Regions from separate parts of the Sus scrofa genome. Here regions 1 and 2 are each linked to region 3. A link is a contact called in public HiChIP or PLAC-seq data. All regions are on one chromosome and are shown on one strand. The core of a region is the stretch at or near the end of the contact, and the rest is flanking DNA. Distances in the headings are between cores, read along the strand shown.

What was found. HiChIP or PLAC-seq counts read pairs in DNA pulled down with a chosen protein or histone mark.
Region 1: a contact with region 3 is called in an H3K27ac HiChIP or PLAC-seq map of skeletal muscle. The contact joins two enhancer-like sites. A contact is called at or near these places in 3 of 47 Hi-C or Micro-C datasets (liver, mesenteric adipose tissue and skeletal muscle) and 1 of 2 datasets of contacts at active chromatin or transcription factors (skeletal muscle).
Region 2: an H3K27ac HiChIP or PLAC-seq map of alveolar macrophages shows a contact between it and region 3. The contact joins two enhancer-like sites. A contact is called at or near these places in 1 of 5 promoter capture datasets (liver) and 1 of 2 datasets of contacts at active chromatin or transcription factors (alveolar macrophages).

What each region holds. Positions count from the first base shown.
Region 1 is chr7:12,188,566-12,191,586 of Sscrofa11.1, reverse strand. All of the region lies in intron 1 of LOC106504328 (a long non-coding RNA gene), which reads right to left. Among named protein-coding and RNA genes, the nearest start is that of GMPR, 64 kb to the left of the region's middle. Within about 2 kb of position 1,291, at least 2 of the 83 cell types and tissues checked have an H3K27ac peak or open chromatin away from gene starts, as enhancers often do. A contact at or near this core is called in skeletal muscle, where this site is marked.
Region 2 is chr7:11,340,717-11,343,748 of Sscrofa11.1, reverse strand. No RefSeq gene overlaps it. Among named protein-coding and RNA genes, the nearest start is that of JARID2, 16 kb to the left of the region's middle. Within about 2 kb of position 1,253, at least 17 of the 83 cell types and tissues checked have an H3K27ac peak or open chromatin away from gene starts, as enhancers often do. A contact at or near this core is called in alveolar macrophages, where this site is marked.
Region 3 is chr7:11,729,109-11,732,120 of Sscrofa11.1, reverse strand. It overlaps LOC110261785 (a long non-coding RNA gene), which reads left to right. Exons shown (of 5, transcript XR_002346323.1): 3 at 2,310-2,520. Among named protein-coding and RNA genes, the nearest start is that of DTNBP1, 10 kb to the right of the region's middle. Within about 2 kb of position 1,655, at least 18 of the 83 cell types and tissues checked have an H3K27ac peak or open chromatin away from gene starts, as enhancers often do. A contact at or near this core is called in alveolar macrophages and skeletal muscle, where this site is marked.

The sequences.
Region 1 (3,021 bases), core at 42-2,541, 460 kb before region 3:
AGCTGCCAGCCTACACCACAGCAACGCTGGATCCTTAACCCACTGAGTGAGGCCAGGGATCGAACCTGCAACCTCATGGTTCCTAGTCAGATTAGTTTCTGCTGTGCCAAGATGGGAACTCCTCAAATCCTTTTAAATTACCACACCTATTGATCAAATGTGTCTCTTTTTGCCCAATGCTCCCAAGTCTTTTTGAGACAATCCAAACAGATTTTAACCTATTTCTGGTGTTTTGGTATGACAGGATGTATTAGGCTCTTTTTGTACTTTTCCAGCACCGGTCCTGGAAAGAGTCATTTCTTCAAGATGCCCTTGTTTTTTTGCTGTTGTTTTTTCTTTTTTTGGCTGCCCTATGACATATGGAGTTCCCAGCCAGGGATCAGATCCAAGGTGCAGCTGTGACCTATGCTGCAGTTGCAATGCCAGATTCTTAAACCAGTGTGCTGGGCTGGGGATACAACCTGCATTCCAGTGCTGCAGAGACACTGCCAATCCCATAATACCACAGCAGCAGCTCCTGCCCTCGTTTTGTTTTCTTTTTCGTTTTTTTTTAACTGGGAAATGAAAACACTATACATATTTAGAAAACACTATACATATATGACTTTTACATAGATAAAATCTCCTGGGACTTCCATTAAATGTTTTTCTCTTTTGTTATACTGAATATTTATTTTGAACTTGGCCAATTTACTCTCCAAGTCTATTTTCTCACTTGTAAAATGTGCACTGTAATGATCCTTACTGATTAAGTCTATGGTACCAACAAGTCAATACATGTCAAGTATTTAGAATAGTGCCAGTGTTAGTACTTAATAAATAAATGTTAATTATGATTTAATACCTAGCATTAGCTTTATATTCAGATTTTGATATATGGTAATTTATGTTAAGATCAAATAATTCCTTAACAACTCCCAGTTCCCTTGGATTATCTATCTTGACACCCTAAATTTCCCTGACCTCATTTGAGCAGTCAGGCACTTAGGCAGCAGGGTTCAATTAAGAAGCCAGGAGAAAGAGCAACCAACTCCAAAGTTATTTTTTGCTTCTTGGAAGGCCATCTGTTGCCATGACCCATTTCACAACATGGAAATTCATCAGCTGAGTGCAATTTCCCTTCAATCAGTGGCCCAGTAAATAGAATTACACTGCTAATTTTAAATTTCAAATGGTCAGCATGGGTTAAAAAAAAATGCCCATTCATCAATAAAGATTCTGCAGATTCTGCAATTAATTGAGATTACACAGGGTCCACTGTATGCCAGGATTTTGACAGAGAAGTGGGAAATAAGTTTGTTTTCCTTCACTTCCTAAGCCACTGGCACACAGTGAACAGATAGTTCCAAATCGGTTCCAGATCTTCCACTCTTTTTTTTTTTTTTTAGTGATTTTTATTTTTTCCATCATAGCTGGTTTACAGTGTTCTGATAAATTTTCTACTGTACAGCAAGGTGGCCCAGTCACACATACATATGTACATTCTTTTTCTCACATTATTATGCTCCATCACAAGTGACTGGATATAGTTCTCAATGCTATACAGCAGGATCTCATTCCATATCCCTTCCAAAGGTAACAGTTGGCTTTTTTTTTTTCGCTTTTATTTTTTTTTGCCTTGATGCTGCAGTGAATGGATAAGGGAATTTGTCTTCACAAACCTAGTCCTGCCAAGACTGGACTGATTTCCTTAAAGGGAATAGGTTGATGGTTTTTTGAATAAACTTTATGAAAAGCTCACGTTAAAAATAAATTCATAACGACAAAATGTTTTCCAATTAATATAGAGATTTCTTAGTTTCTGAAGTGTGTTGTGGGACTGGATAATATACCAAAAATTGCTTTGCAGGATATTCTTAGGACAATCGATGAAATTGTCCTAAGATTGTGGATTGGAGTACTATGTCATATGAAATTTCCTGAATTTGATAACTGCTTTGGTCTTAGAAAATAAACACTGGGAGTTCCCTGGTGGTGCAGTGCATTAAGGATCTGGCATTGTCACTGCAGTGGCTCCAGTCACAGCTGTGGTGCAGGTTCAATCTCTAGTCCTAGAAATTCCACATGCTATGGGCATGACCAAAACACACACCCACTGAACAATTGAAGAGTAAAGGGACATGATGTTTGCAGAGTACTCTCAAATGGTTCAGGTTAATGTGTGTGTGTGTGTGTGTGTGTGTGTGTGTGTGTGTGTATCTGTGCATGTGGCACAGAGTTGGAGAGAGTGCATATATGCACAAGCATTCCAAGTGTGGCAAGTGTTAAACACTGGTAAACACAAACCTCAGTAAAGGGTATAGGGAAGTTCTTGATATCATTCTTGAAATTCTTCTGTAAGTTTTTGTTTTTGTTTTTGGTTTTTTTGCCTTTTTAGGGCCACACCCACAGCATATGGAGGTTCCCAGGCTAGGAGTCCAATTGGAGCAGAAGCTGCTGGCCTACACCACAGCCACAGCAACGTGGGATCCGAGCTGTGTCTTCGACCTATACCACAGCTCATGGCTGGATTCTTAACCCACTGAGCAAGGCCAGGGATTGAAACCTCATCCTCATGGATACTAGTTGGGTTCATTAACCACTGAGCCATGACAGGAACTCCTGTAAGTTTAAACTTATTCCAAAATAACATGGTTTTTTAAAATTAATTGGTTCATTAAAAAATGTTCTGTAAATGAATGCATAAGCTGAGGCCAAGAAAATAAATGAAAACATACGATCTATTCAAAAGTCAAATTAATAATCCACCTATGGAGAAGCAGGTTAAGCATGAAAAATTGAAAGTAATCATTTGAGCTCAGCAGTAAGAAACACCAACAATGCAAGCCTTGACGCTCTCCTGATACCAGTGCTATATTTACCAACTGGGCACCAAACACTTCTTGATGATCCCACAGACAACTTAAATAATCCTGAGACCTAAGATAGCTAAGAAAACGTGAGGGCAGCACCTGCCTTCCCGTAATGAAGGGGCCTCGTAGAGAGAACTGAGAAAGTGGCTCACAGGCTCCAAGCTCAGCA
Region 2 (3,032 bases), core at 4-2,503, 390 kb after region 3:
TGAATGCCAGCTTCACTAAGAATTTTTCCCTTAAGTGTGTGCTTTCTTTTGTTTTTGAGGGCAGGGCACCCAGGGTAGACTGAGAGATTTTGCCAAAGGCATTGGAGGCGGGGAAAGAGAGAAGCAAAGAACATTCAGAAGGGGCTCTTGGAGTTGGCTCAGGGGTTCAGCCCCCTTTATGGGGTGCTTTCTCTGGGTCTTGAGGGAGGAGAGACGCTCTCCTGGAAGGAGCTCACAGTCTAGCAATGGGAGACAGGGTCCCCGAATGCAGTGCCAGGAACACTACGGTAGAAGAGCTGGACATTTCCAGCCTGGGCTATCAGGGAAGGCTTCCCAGAGGAAGGGACACCAGAGGACGAGGTGGAGTTAGGCAGGTACAGAAGCAGACAGAGGAACAGCAGGTGCCGAGGCCCCGACGCGACAGGGATCGGGTCAGTACAGAAACTACAGATTGGTTGGCTTTGGGCAAAGGTGGACACGCGCAAGTGACCAGAGGTGAGTCTGGAGAGATGGGCAGGCCTGCGATCATGGCTTATTCAGAAGGTGTGGGTGTGGGACGTGGCCAGGATGGCAGTTTGAAGACAACATGCTGATGGGAGACTAAAAGGTGGAAACGTGCTAGCAGGGCACTCGGAGGGGTGAAGGGTCAAAGGCCAGACTCTGGGGGTGGAGGGAGCAGGACGGTGGGACTGTCACAAAGCTTTTGAGTGGAAGAACAGATAAAACTCGGTGCCAGTGGTGACGTGGGATGAGGGACCGGAAAGGATCAGCCTTTGAATTTTTTGAGCTCGAGCAGCTCAGAGAAGGCTGTGACTGTTGAGAGAAATAGGGAAGTTCAGAGGGGAAACCGGTTTTTGGAGGGGAAACTGGGGGTGGGGGAAAGACAATTGTTTCAGTTTTGGACAGTTGTTTGCTCTCTTGAGTTGCTTTGTTTGGTTTCTATAGTTGTTTCTTCTTCCCTTAAAACTTAGTTTCGGTGTTTAGAGAGAAAAAGAAAAAAAAAAAAAAAAAGCCTAGTTTTATATCTTGCCCAAGATCGAGGCACATCTTTCTCTGCGGCCCAAAATGACTCAAGAACCTAAGGGATCAATAGACAATTGAGTTGCTCCAGATTTTCAGTGCCAGGTGCCAAGGTGAGGAGGTTCTTGTCAGCACAGGGGCAGGTGAAGGGAGGCTTGGGGACTTTACCTGGTTGGCTAGACCTCTGTTTTTCTCTGGAGTCCTTACTTCAAGAATCAGAGCTTCCTGATGGACCTGTTGGGCAAGAATCCTAGGTCTGTCATCATAGACCTTCCTGGCTCAGCTTCCTAGAACTTCCCTTTTTTTTCTTTCTTTTTTTTTTGGCTTTTTAGGGCCACACCCAAGGCTTATGGAAGTTAGTTCCCAGGCTAGGGGTTGAATTGCAGCTTCAGCTGCTGGCCACAGCCACAGCCACATGGGATCCGAGCCTCCTCTGCAACCTACACCACAGCTCATGGCAACGCTGGATCCTCAACCCACGAAGTGAGGCCAGGGATCGTACATGCATCCTCATGGATGCTAGCTGGATTTGTTTCCACTGTGCCACAACGGAAACTCCAGCAAAAGCTTTCTAAACAGCTCTTGCTCTCTGGGGACAGTAGCTAAGGTTTCACTTACCTCACTTATTTCAGAGCCCTGCCCTAGCTGGTGGCTGGGGCTACCTGTCAGGGAGAAAATGGGTCAGCCTGATTCTCCTGATCGCTGAAGTGGAGAAAGTCCGTGGTGTGGGGTGAAGGAGAGACAGAATGGCTGACCCTGGCTCCTCTCCACAAGGGCCAGAGAAGAAGCAGTTTGGAGGGAGGCCAGCTGACTGCTCTGTCTCCTCCAAACCCTTTCAATCCACCAGCCATGCTGCCTCTTTGACACCCTTGGAGGCAGTGTCCCTGACTGACCTCATTAAGCACAAGACGTTTACCTTGAATTTCGTGGAGTTAAGCTAACCCTACCTGAACGACTTCCTTAGCAGGGGTGAAGCTTTGTTGAAGGGCAAAAATAAAAGGAGTTCCCGTCCTGGTGCAGCCGAAATGAATCTGGCTAGGAACCATGAGGATGCGGGTCTGATCCCTGGACTCACTCAGTGGGTTAAGGATCCGGCATTGCTGTGGCTGTGGTGTAGGCCGGCAGTTGTAGCTCCAATTCCACCCCTACCCTGGGAATCTCCATATGCCTCAGGTGAGGCCCTAAAAAGAAAAAAAAAAAAAAAGAATAACTCTATTAAATTGGGATTTCATGGAAGTAGGGGGGCAGCTGCTCTGAAATCAAGGAGGAATGCTGGGAATTCCCGTGGTGGCACAGCCAGCACAACTGAATATCCATTAGGATGTGGGTTTGATCCCTGGCCTCGATCAGTGGGTTAAGGATCTGGCGTTGCTGTGAGCTGCAGCGTAGGTCACAGACATGGCTCGGATCCCACTTTGCTGTGGCTCTGGCTGTGGCTGGCAGGTGCAGCTCCAATTCCACCCCTAGCCTGGGAACCTCCATATGCCACACATGTGGCCCTTAAAAGCCAAAAAAAAAAAAAGGGGTGGGGGAGAAGCTCTGTTGTCTTTTTTTTTTTTTTCTTTTTCAGCTGCCCCCGAGGCATATGGAAGTTCCCTGGGCCAGGGATTGAATCCGGCCTGGAGCTGAGACCTACACCACAGCTGCAGCAACTCCAGATCCTTAACCCATTGCCCCACAGTTGGGACACCCCTGATGTCATTTTTGACTCCTCTTTCCAAACTCCTCCTGGCCCAAACTGCAATCAGTTGACTGACTCTTCCTTCTATAAAGCACCCTTCAAACCTGTCCACTTCTCTCCATTCTCACTTTGGCCTTAACTTTTTCCTTTTTTCTTTTTTGGCTTTTTAGGGCCACACCTGCAGCATATGGAGGTTCCCAGGCTAGGGGTCGAATGGGAGCTACAGCTGCCGGCCTATGACACAGCCACGGCAACACCAGATCAGAGCCGCATCTGCGACCTACACGACAGTTCATGGCAGCGCCAGCTCCTTATCCCACTGAGCAAGGCC
Region 3 (3,012 bases), core at 406-2,905:
ATGTACCATCTCAAATGAAGTACTTAATTTTACTACCGGGCACAATAGAAGACATGGAACTAAAATATTAATGGGTAGCAGTAAGTTAAAAAAAATCCAGACTCTCCCCGACCCCATTAGGTCCACCTTATAAGACCTACTGAACGCCATTGCTGAGAATTCTATTGCAGCCGACTTCTTTCTCAGCATCTATCTGTCTTTCTGTCGTCTTTCTCTTTTTATCTCTTTCTCTCTCTCTCTCTCTCTTTTTTTTTTTTTTTTTTTTTTTTTTTGGCTATGCCCATATCTTGCATACATTCCTAGGCCAGGGATGGAACCTGAGCCACAGAAGTAACCTGAGCCACAACAGTGGTAACACTGGATCCTTAACCACTAGGCTATGAGGGAACTCCCATGAATTTCTTTAAATAATGTGTGTGTGTGTGTGTGTGTGTGTACCTGTGTGTGTATTTTAGGAATGCTGGAAATTTGCTTTATGAAAAATGAATTAAGAGACTTTGACATGCTATTTTAATTGCTAGAGCTTAAGGCTTCATTTCAACAAGATATATTTAGCATAATATTTTTGCTAAAAGTCGATCAGGCATATTGGATTGAGTTTGTTGGCAGGAAGCCTATCATTAATATTTGTTTCCTTTTCCAGAATTTTCATATAAGCTCAAATTTCCCAGGGTAAATTGGCTAGTTTTCCAAAATATTTCAGAGGATGAGTCGTGCCCGCCAGAGACTGTGCTATTTTGTGTGCCTTAAAGTGGGTTAATTCTGGAGTTCCCATCGTGGCACAGTGGTTAACGAATCCGACTAGGAACCATAAGGTTGCGGGTTCGGTCCCTGCCCTTGCTCAGTGGGTTAACGATCCGGCGTTGCCGTGAGCTGTGGTGTAGGTTGCAGACGCGGCTCGGATCCCGCGTTGCTGTGGCTCTGGCGTAGGCCGGTGGCTACAGCTCCGATTCAACCCCTAGCCTGGGAACCTCCATATGCCGCGGGAGTGGCCCAAGAAATAGCAACAACAACAACAACAAAAGACAAAAAAAAAAAAAAGTGGTTTAATTCTGATTGGACAGAGCAGTGACCTGTCTGGACCCAGTGCCCACACCCCACCCCCACCCTGCAACGAGGTGGATGCCAAGGCCAAGCAGGGGTAGGACACCGGGAACTCACTGGCATTTAACGTCTATGGTTTTCTGTTGATTGAAACCACAGCTGATGCTGAGCCTCACTTCTGCTCCCATTTCAGCCCCGACCTATTTTTAGGGCAAAGAACTCGAGACTTTATATTGGAAGTTAAATTTAGTGAGGGTGAAATAGGGAGCTCATGGAAACTCTCTTCCCATTCAAAACACATCGTCAGGCTTGGAGAAAATGCAAAAAGAACATAAAGAAGTGACAGTGAAGAGAAGAAAAAAGAGGACCAGTTTGAAGTCTGGATCTGATCCTTGGCTGAATTCCATTTGGCCGGTGAGACAAGCTCTCAGATCTGATTTGATTTAGGGCTGCAACAATGAAGATGCAATAAAGTATTGCAGACACTTAACGGCAATGCTCTATATTAAAAGATGAAGACAGGATGGTTTATGCTTCCCCAAGAGTAGACAGGCCACTTCAAAAAGAGGAAACAGTCAGTGTGACTCACGTTTCCCAGACTCTGCCCCTAAGAGCACAGACAAGGGGCGGGGACAGGAACACGCTTCTGACTTACTGCTCCCTCAGGGCTCACCTCCAAGATGCCAGGGTACCTTGCTTCACCAGCTCGGGGTAAAATTATTATTCAGATCTGCCTCTAAGTCATCTACCACTTGAATGCATTTTCTTCTCTCCACGGTGGCCCTCCCCCCATGATAAATCCCCAGACTCAGAGGTTGTCTTAGTTCAAAGAGCCAGATTTGCTTTATCTTGGCTGGAGTCAGAATTTAGCTTCATCCCCAGGAGGCTAGAGGATAACTACTACTTACTAGGTACAGATTGGTCCCTACTAAAGGCAGTCTGGGCTCCCAACAAGGTCATTTTTGTTACTCGGGTCTCTGTTTACAAACACACACACACACACTCACTCTCTCTTCACTGTGCCCAGAGTAGCCCCTTCCTGATAGAATTCAGGCGGTGCTGCGGCCCCTGGTGACCAGCATAACCTTCTCTTCCCCAGCCTCCCCTGCCTCCCTTTCCACCAAGGTGATCCCCCTGGGGTCCCCCTAGTCAAGTCTGTTGATCATCTGACCTCAGCGAGACACCCTGTCCCCCTGGATGTTTTGTAATGTTGGCTGACTTCCAAAGGGACGGGGTGTGGGGCACTGCTGCGTCTGGCTTTTCAGGAGGCTCCATGGATTTTATGCAAATTTGTGAACCTCTGCACCGGAACCTTTAAGATCCATCTACCGAAACGAATTACACCCTTTCAATGGAGCAGCGGATGCCTGTCTGCCGTGAGCTGCATGATACAAGAGGCCATGCAAAGGCTTCTAGAAGACCTGCTCCAAGATGACGTGCTGCCTCCACCATTTGGTCCCTGCTGTGCTCCTCCAGGTAAAATGATACAGACCCTAGTGAAGCGGGACCCGCTCCTCCTGAGATCCTTTCTCAGAGAGTGTGAACGGGAGAGAAGTCAGCCGGGGCTTTGGGACCTTTTTCTGAGGCTGGGCACCGCGGAAGGTCATTTCCCCCGGTGAACGCTGTGGGCTCAGCGGCCCCTGCTTAGATTCCCGTGCCAGGCAGGGGCCTCAAAAGCTGGTCGTCTTCCCGAGATCGTTCTGGCAGTGCCTTCGTCCTCTGCGTTTGAGGCAGTGAGGCTGGTAACGAGCTGGGGTGAGCCAGTGCCTGTGACCAAAGACAGAAGCAGGCATTTGGGTTTGGCCAATAGAGAGGACGAGGCCCAAGCCCCAGCCTACGTCCCCGCCTTCACCCCCACAGTGGGGTCCCAGGTCTCTTATTCGCATTTGCCCTGGGAAGCCTCTCCTCCCCGTGAAGGGGAGTGTCCTTCCCCCACCCTCATCCCTGAGTCTCCTCAGTGGGGTCCCA